Linked DNA regions of Mus musculus: region 2 is linked to region 1. A link is a contact called in public ChIA-PET data. All regions are on one chromosome and are shown on one strand. Each heading gives the region's core, a stretch centred on a gene start, on an enhancer-like site or on the middle of the called end of the contact. The rest is flanking DNA. Distances are from core to core; before and after follow the strand shown. Region 1 holds the start of Napa (N-ethylmaleimide sensitive fusion protein attachment protein alpha). Region 2 overlaps Sae1 (SUMO1 activating enzyme subunit 1).

The links. ChIA-PET counts read pairs in DNA pulled down with a chosen protein or histone mark.
Region 2: a contact with region 1 is called in an RNA polymerase II ChIA-PET map of effector CD8 T cells, with 6 read pairs. The contact joins the enhancer-like site here to the promoter of Napa in region 1. A contact is called at or near these places in 6 of 39 promoter capture datasets (cranial neural crest, embryonic stem cells, liver and 3 more), 1 of 115 datasets of contacts at active chromatin or transcription factors (effector CD8 T cells) and 2 of 9 other capture datasets (liver and pancreatic islet).

Annotation. Positions count from the first base shown.
Region 1 is chr7:16,096,233-16,100,135 of GRCm38.p6, forward strand. It overlaps Napa (N-ethylmaleimide sensitive fusion protein attachment protein alpha), which reads left to right and starts at 2,348. Exons shown (of 11, transcript NM_025898.4): 1 at 2,348-2,542. The coding sequence starts at 2,445. Zfp541 (zinc finger protein 541) reads left to right here. Exons shown (of 16, transcript NM_001099277.2): 16 at 1-102.
Region 2 is chr7:16,328,825-16,332,623 of GRCm38.p6, forward strand. Sae1 (SUMO1 activating enzyme subunit 1) reads right to left here. Exons shown (of 9, transcript NM_019748.3): 8 at 1,789-1,858. Among named protein-coding and RNA genes, the nearest start is that of Bbc3, 21 kb to the left of the region's middle. Within about 2 kb of position 1,472, at least 16 of the 459 cell types and tissues checked have an H3K27ac peak or open chromatin away from gene starts, as enhancers often do. A contact at or near this core is called in effector CD8 T cells, where this site is marked.

The DNA of each region.
Region 1 (3,903 bases), core at 1,098-3,597:
TGCATTCCCACCATCCCTAGTCTTGCAAAGACTGTATATTGTTAGGTGTATTTTTTACGTGTCTGCTTATATCTTATTAAATTGGGTTCTTAAAGAGCTGTCCTCCAACTTCCAAGCCTGTGTGCTCTGCAGAAGCTTCAGGGCCATAGTTGGGACCAGGAGGTGAGCAGAGAGAGGGGAGAAGGTGGGCACACAGTCATCTGTGCTCTCTTTAGCACCACACACCAGCTCTTCTCTTGTAGATGGGCATATACACACACAGCAATGAAAGCCCCTTCATCAAAGAGCTTCATTTTAGGAGGGGTCTTCTAGCAGCTGTGAATGAGTGCACTCGTGAGAAAGTAATGACAGTAGGCATGATTTGGCCATGAAAATGGGAAGGGTTGGGTTGGTTAGACTAAAGCCAGAAATGCATGTGTGGATGTAGCTGCTCAACCTGAAATGAAGGAGGAAGACCGTAACAGCAGGCAGAATGGTGCCTTTGCTGCAGCCTATGTAAGGTCAGGGACATCTATACCAACCCCAGCCTGCAAGAGCCATGCCTCAACTCCTGTACCCAGGGCCCGATCCCAGCACTACACAGAAGGTCTCAACATCTCAGCTAAAGCTTAAAGGCAGGGAGGAAATTGATTTTGGAGCTGTTGAGACATCCTGTTTGAGGGAAATGAGGGGTACAAGGCAGCCCCAGAACCAGAATGGCTGTCTTCCTTCCTACTTGAACATTTTTTCCCAATGTGTGTAGCTGGTAAATTAGGAAATGCACTTTGCTTGGTGGGTGTTCCCAGTGACCTGAGCATTGCTATGCAGTGAGCATTCATTCCACTGCTCTACCCTGAGTGACCCAACTCCATGAGTGGAAATGCAGTTCTGGCCTTATGGGTTGAGGGCATATAGTCATCCATTGCTGCATAGCTCATTGCTCCAAAAGGATGACACGTTGCAGCAAATGGAAGTGGAACCATATCTGCTTGTGGCCATCCAGACTCACCAGCTCTGAGGTCAGTGTACAGTCATGATGAGCACAGGTACATTTGGGGAAGTGTTCAATGGGAAAGGGTCAGAGGAAGATGTCTTTTGCCTTTTCCTGTCCCCAACACCCAACTCACATAACACTTTCCTCAAATGTTCCCTGCTAATCAGCGAAGTTCAGTAAAGAAGAGATACAGATTCCTGCACCACAGCACACTATAGGGATTGGAATCACTGTGGGCAGGGCCCTGGGGACTGACCTTTAGAATAACTGTAGATTTACAGAAAACTAGCCTATGCTAGTTCCCACATAGCAGTTTCTGTCCTATAGTAAGATGTTGCTCTTACTATAGCATAGTGTATTTAGTACAGATACTGAACCACTGTCAATAACTGACTGTCCATGCTTTATTTAGACTTTTCCACTAATTTTTAACTGTGTGTGTGTGTGTGTGTGTGTGTGTGTGTGTGTGTGTAGGCCAGAGGTTGATGTCAGGAGTCTTCTTCAGTTGTTCTGCACCTTAGTTTTCGAAACCAGGTCTCTCTCTGGCCCTGGAACTCATTGATTCTGCCAGACTGGCTGGCCAGCAAGCTCCAGGCATATGCCTGTCTCCCACCCACCCATTCCTGTTACAGGTGCCCGCTGACACACCCAGCTTTTTACATGGGACTGAGTATCTAGTGACATTCTGTGTGTGGCACTGCAAGATACTCCCTAAAGGCATTGTGTGTGTAGGTTAGAGAACAATTTGGAGGAGCTAGTTCTCACCTTCTACTATGTGGGTCCCAGGAATAGGAATATGGTTGTTAAACTTGGTAGCAAATGCCTTTAGCAGCTGAGCCATCCAGCTAGAAATGGAGACCTTCTGGATTCCCCAAGCCAATTCTAGAGACGATCGCCAGAGGGAGTAAGAAGGTTCGTTTTCACTGCACAGTTTTTTCCCAAGTGACTATGACGTAAAGCGAAACAGGAGGCGGAGCTAAACTGCTGGGTCAGTCAAACCTGGAGCATGAACCTAGAGGCGTCACATGAGCGCCGCGACACTGGTCAGGTGATTAGTGTGACCCAGTTCCGCCGAGGCGTGGCAGAACAAGTCTATAGAGCCTGCTGATTGGTTGGAGGGAGTCAAAGGTCGCGCTTTGGGGGCGGTGGGCTCTTGGCGGTTCGGGCTTATGATTGGCTTATTTGGTGTCACGTGGCAATGCGCTTGTGGGGGTTCCAGGAGGCTAGCGGCGTGTGCTCACGTGTTGGGGGGGGGGGGGTCAAGGTGCTGAGTGCGGTAGCCGGAGGGGGCGTGCCGGGAGGAGAGTGCCTCGCAGCTTGAGCCCACTGGTTGGTTCGCAGGGTTCACGTGGGGTGGCAGGCCTGGGTGACGTCAACGCAGCGGGCGGAGCTCCGCTGAGTGCGCGGTGTCCGGGGCCTGTGAGTCGTCGCCAGGCTGTGTCGGGCCTGAGCCGAGCAGCTGCGCGACGTCATGGACAACTCCGGGAAGCAGGCTGAGGCTATGGCGCTGCTGGCTGAAGCGGAGCGCAAGGTGAAGAACTCGCAGTCCTTCTTCTCCGGCCTCTTTGGGTGAGCAATGGGCGAGGCTGGGCCCAAGGCGGGGAAGAGCGGGCTCTTCTGCTCTGCACTTTGGGAGCCCCTCAGCGGCCTTGCAGGCCCTGGCCGTGGCCCTATGGCTGACGACACCCGCTGACTGGTGGCCGCGCCTTTCCCAGGCCGGTGCCCGTGGATCTGTGCGGCCCAGGCTGCCGGGGTGAGGACACCAGACCGAGGGGACCCGGGCTGGGGCGTCCTTGGGCATGATGAGCCGGAGTACGAGGTGTGAGGGTGAGTGGGGCCCTGCTAAGAGTGACTGATGGCGAGGCCTGGACTGAGAGGTGGAGACTTGTGCTTGGGGAACAAGCATGAATGGACAGTGACACTGGTTTTAGCCAAGACAATGGTGATGGGAGGATGAGGCACACAAGAGAATCATTAGGGTGGTAGGACCACCGCCTACTAGGTGGTCCTCAAGTCTGGAGTCTGAACACACCCAGGAGGTGGCAAATACCTCACACAAAGTTTATGCAAGTTTGCCATCTTCAGCCATATTAACTTAGGAGCAGCAGAACCCATGCTTGGGATGCGATTCCGAGGTTTCTTTATCTTAAGGGAGTAGGTCTCTCTGAAAGGGCTTGTTGGTAAAAACTAACTGCAGAAGTTTGTTATGAGTATAAACTATGTGTACTGTGCTCAGAATTGAGTCTGGCCCTCTGAAAGGCTCATCAGGCAGGAAGAAGCAGACTCAGAGAGTGTAAGATGCTGATGGGGAAACCAAGATGGTAGGAATTGGAGTGCTTGAGGGGTCTGGGGAGAGGGCCAGAGCCTTGGGATATAGGAGGGGGTAGGGGGAGACGACACTACATGGCAGCAGGCAAAGCTCTTGAAGGAACAGGCAGAGAGGAACACTGGGGAAAGGTCCAGGCAGGTGTTGAGGAAGAGCTGTGCAGGGGTAGGACACAAAATCAGAAGCCTCCAAAGCAAGGATGGAAGGATACAGAAGACAACCAGGAAGTTGGGGAAAGCTCTGGGAGAGACTGTTATAAGCTGGGTGAGGACAGAAAGACATGAAGGGGAGGGAGAGGATGAAGCCATCCCTTGTTGTTTGCCATCAGATAATGTTTAGCAAAGGAACTTGAAAAATGTTTATACCTGCTGCACAGACATCTGGTTAATGACAGGCTATGTCAGTTAGATGAGAATGTTTCATTAGAGAGAGTGTGAGTGTGTGTGTGTGTGTGTGTGTGTGTGTGTGTGTTTCTTCAGTCTTCACAAGGGAAGAAGTTCAGGTTAGGCGTGGTGTTGGGGCGGTGCCTCCCGCTCAGTTTTCAGCAGTAGTTTTCCTGATGGCTCAGTGTCTGATCTCTTTGGCCCAGAGAGATAAGTGTAGA
Region 2 (3,799 bases), core at 222-2,721, 230 kb after region 1:
ACTCACTTTGTAGACCAGGCTGCCCTCAAACTCAGAAATCCGCCTGCCTCTGCCTCCCAAGTGTTGGGATTCATGCGCCACCACTGCTGGGCTCAACTTGAGTTTTAATATGAGGTCTGCTATGGCTGCTGTTTTCACTCTTCCCTCTACCACCATGGACAGAAACTCATGGGCCACAGGGATGGCTGAAGCCTATAAAGCCTGCCAGACAGTGAGCGACTAGAAGGATACAAAGGAGGGAGGGAGGAGGAAAACCTGATCTGCGGGACTTTCACACTCTCCCTCGAACTGCTCCCAAGTACTTTTAATAGGTGCTCAGAGCGAGGGCCTCAGATGCAGGCCTTCCTGCCAGCTGGCTGTAGTGTGCTAAGCAGAGGGAGTGGAGGGATGAAGGGACAGGGCAGAGGGTGAACATGGGGCAAAAGGTAAAGTGATTCTCAAGCAAGTTGGGGTACGAGATTCCAAACACACCCAGCAACCAAGAATGTAGAGTGCTCTGGCTGTCTGGGGTAAACAGAAACAAGATGCTGAGCAACAGCTGTACCCAGCAGGCAGGAAGGAGGGGGCAGCATTAAGACAGGGATGTGTAGAGAAGCCACCATCAACAATGGTTCCAGGCCACCTGCCCCAGCCTCCACTCTCCAACCTCACCTCCCCCCAGGGCAAACAGTGCCATGCGAGTCTCTGGAGTGGTGCTATTAGGGCAACATCTGCAGAGCCTCTAGGTTCTCCTGTTTCTCCAGCCCTTGCTGTCTAGAGTGTAGAAGTGGGGAGACTTGGGCAAATGAGTTTAGACCAGAGAGCAAATCAGCAAAGGAGACAAAAAGATGGTAAAGCTACAGGATTCAAGGAGACCCCAAGTCAAAGCAGCAAGAACCAGTATCTCCACACACTGCCCTCCTCAGTCTGAACGTGAAGAGACGTGGAAGTCAGCCAGCCAGCCATGTCTCTGTCCACAAGAGACATGACTACAGACACTTCTGCAGAAGAGCTGTCGTGTGGCTCATGTTTGCATTCCCAGCACTCAGGAGGCCAAGAGTCAGCCTGAGTTGTCGAATAAGATCCTATCTCAAAAGACAAAAACAAAACAAAACAAAACAAAAACCAAACAAAATTAAAGTTTCTGAATTTAGGAGCCTTGGGCATGCTAAACAAACACTAGCACTGAGCTACACCCTAGCCCTGCATAAGACAAACTTAAGAAAGTTGGGCAAATATTTAAGTCTCCAAAGGAAATAAAATCTACTTCAAAGTTTGCCATAGTTTTAGCAAACCAGGGGACGGGGCGGGGAAGGAAAAAAAAAGTTTTAGTAAACCAAATATTCTAGAAGAGTTACATAGTTCCTAGACCTAGTCTTCTTTTAAGTCGTTAACTGTCATAACAGGAGGTCACAGGTCACTGTAGAGCCACTCATGTGGCTGCTGGTAGATCACGCGTCCTATAGACACTGAACTTAACCCTCCTCTACACATACTCACAGCATGCAGAATAAACAGGGTGCCCTGACACCACTCTGACGGATGTCGGTTAGGGTCATAGCTGTTGGATCTCTTTTCTATGTTTTCCTCTTAGATGGAAACCTGCTCACACGACTGGTAGAGCAGACAAAGTGGCAACTATAGGCAGCATCCAAGACCACTAGCTGGCTGGCCCATGATGGCCTGAGTACAGGGCCAGGGCATGCAAGGTTGAGGGGCTAGAGAGCAAGCAGGTCTGCCACCCCTTGGCTCTGTGAGTGTGCGGGCAGGGCCTTGAGGTCAGCCGTCAGCTCCACATGATGACTTTACCTTCACAATTTCCTGTGCCAAGATCCCTCCAACCACAGCACATACTGGGGCCATCTCAGAGAAGCAGTACCTAGAAGACAAACAAGAAAAACATAGCACCAGGGCACAGGAAGGTAGAGGGGTGGGGACCAGCCAGGGGCTGTCCTGGATAAAAGTCCTAGTCAGAGCCCAGTGCTAGAGCTGGTATCCAGGCGTGAAAATTAAATTTGACCCCAGGGGCTCTTAAGTGGGTGGGGAAGACCTTTAACTTTGCAAAGCATGAATTCCTTCACATGATTCTTTTTCTTTTTTTTAAGTTCAAGGAAACACTATATCTGTGCTTCCTAAAAATAAGGTCCTACAAACACCAGATGTGTGAGTGGCCCCAGCACATTCTCGCAATTCTCCTCTCGGCACACGGGCAGTGGGTTCTTCTGTATGCTATTCCCAGAACCATGGGCGAGCAGGCTGTGTTACGTGCTAGAATAAATAAAGTAAACATGGGTACAGCACAAAGTCTGCACGACCCTCATCGGCTAGAGTGCTCAGAGGAAAATCTCAGGAGAGCCCAACTGGCCTCCTCCAATCACCCTCCTGGGGTCCAAAACACAGAAGGAGCACTTTAGAGGAGCAAAGTGGGACATCAGGCCGCCATGATCCTCTCACACAGGCACATATGCCTTTTAGACATCTTTATTATTTTTTATTAATTAATTTTTTTACACTCCATATTTTATCCTCCCACCCCGATCCATCCTTGTCTTCTAGACATTTTTAAAGGTGTGTCACCTATACACATAATAACATAAACCCAATTACCAACATCTATTTTTTGATCTGGTAAACCAATGGTTGCTGTTTAAACTGTTTTTGTGGAACCACACATCAACCATCCATCTTGGTACTGAGCTTCGAATGTCTCTTAAAATGACACGTGTATGTCAATGCTAAAATACACTGCAGACAGGACTGCTGCATTTTAGACATGGCACATAGAACATAACAAAGTAAACCCCAATGACCAGGTGTGGTATCACTGTTCCTTCTATCACAAAACCAAAGAGAAAATAGAGTATGCAGTTCAAGCTGGTGCTGTCCTGAGTCCTCCTCCTTCAGCCTCTGGAGGGCTAGAGATACAAAGTGAGGACCATTCCCACTGCTAGCTTGTGTTGCTTGTTTTGTGTTTTGCCGGGGGAACTTAAGGTGCTCTACCACCCTGTCACATTTTATTGGCCCTCTTTTTACTTTTTGAGACAGGATCTCACTAAGGTGTTCAACTTGACCTTATAATCTTTCTGCCTTTACCTCCTGAGCAGCTTACATCACAGGATGCACTGCCACATCCAGCTATTTAACCAAACCAACCAACCAAACAACCAACCAACCAAAAGCTACTCACACACCCACATCCTACATGTTAACATTCCATAGTACTTTGGTTTTTTTTTGCCTCCTTAAAAAGTTTGAGGCTAGCCAGGCGTGGTGGCGCACGCCTTTAATCCCAGCACTCGGGAGGCAGAGGCAGGCGGATTTCTGAGTTTGCAGCCCACCTGGTCCACCAGGACAGCCAGGGCTGCACGAGGAGTAAACATTCAGACCCGAGTTTCATCCCGAGCACCCACATGAAAGCTAGGCATGCTGGAGAGAAGATGACATGCAGCGTTTCCTGACCAGCTAGTCTAGCCGATCAGCAAGACACACAGTCAGTTAGAGACGCTGTTTTAGAAACGACAGAGGAAGGCCAACCAACTCAACCTCTGCTCTCTCCACCCATGTGAAACCACACGTACGGGCATCCACAATCAACACACAAACATGTCAGCTGCAGCTGCGGCTCAGTGGTATAGCACATATTTAGTGTGTCTGAGTGTAGTAGGTTGGTTTGATGCTGCTTGTATTCTAATGTTAAACACTGGCTCTCAAAACATGGTTGCCTGCAATGTTAGAATCTCATGCATACCAAGTGATGCTAAGGAACCCTTGCTCCCCCATTTAACTGGTCAATAAAAGGCTAGAGTCTGTGATCGGGCAG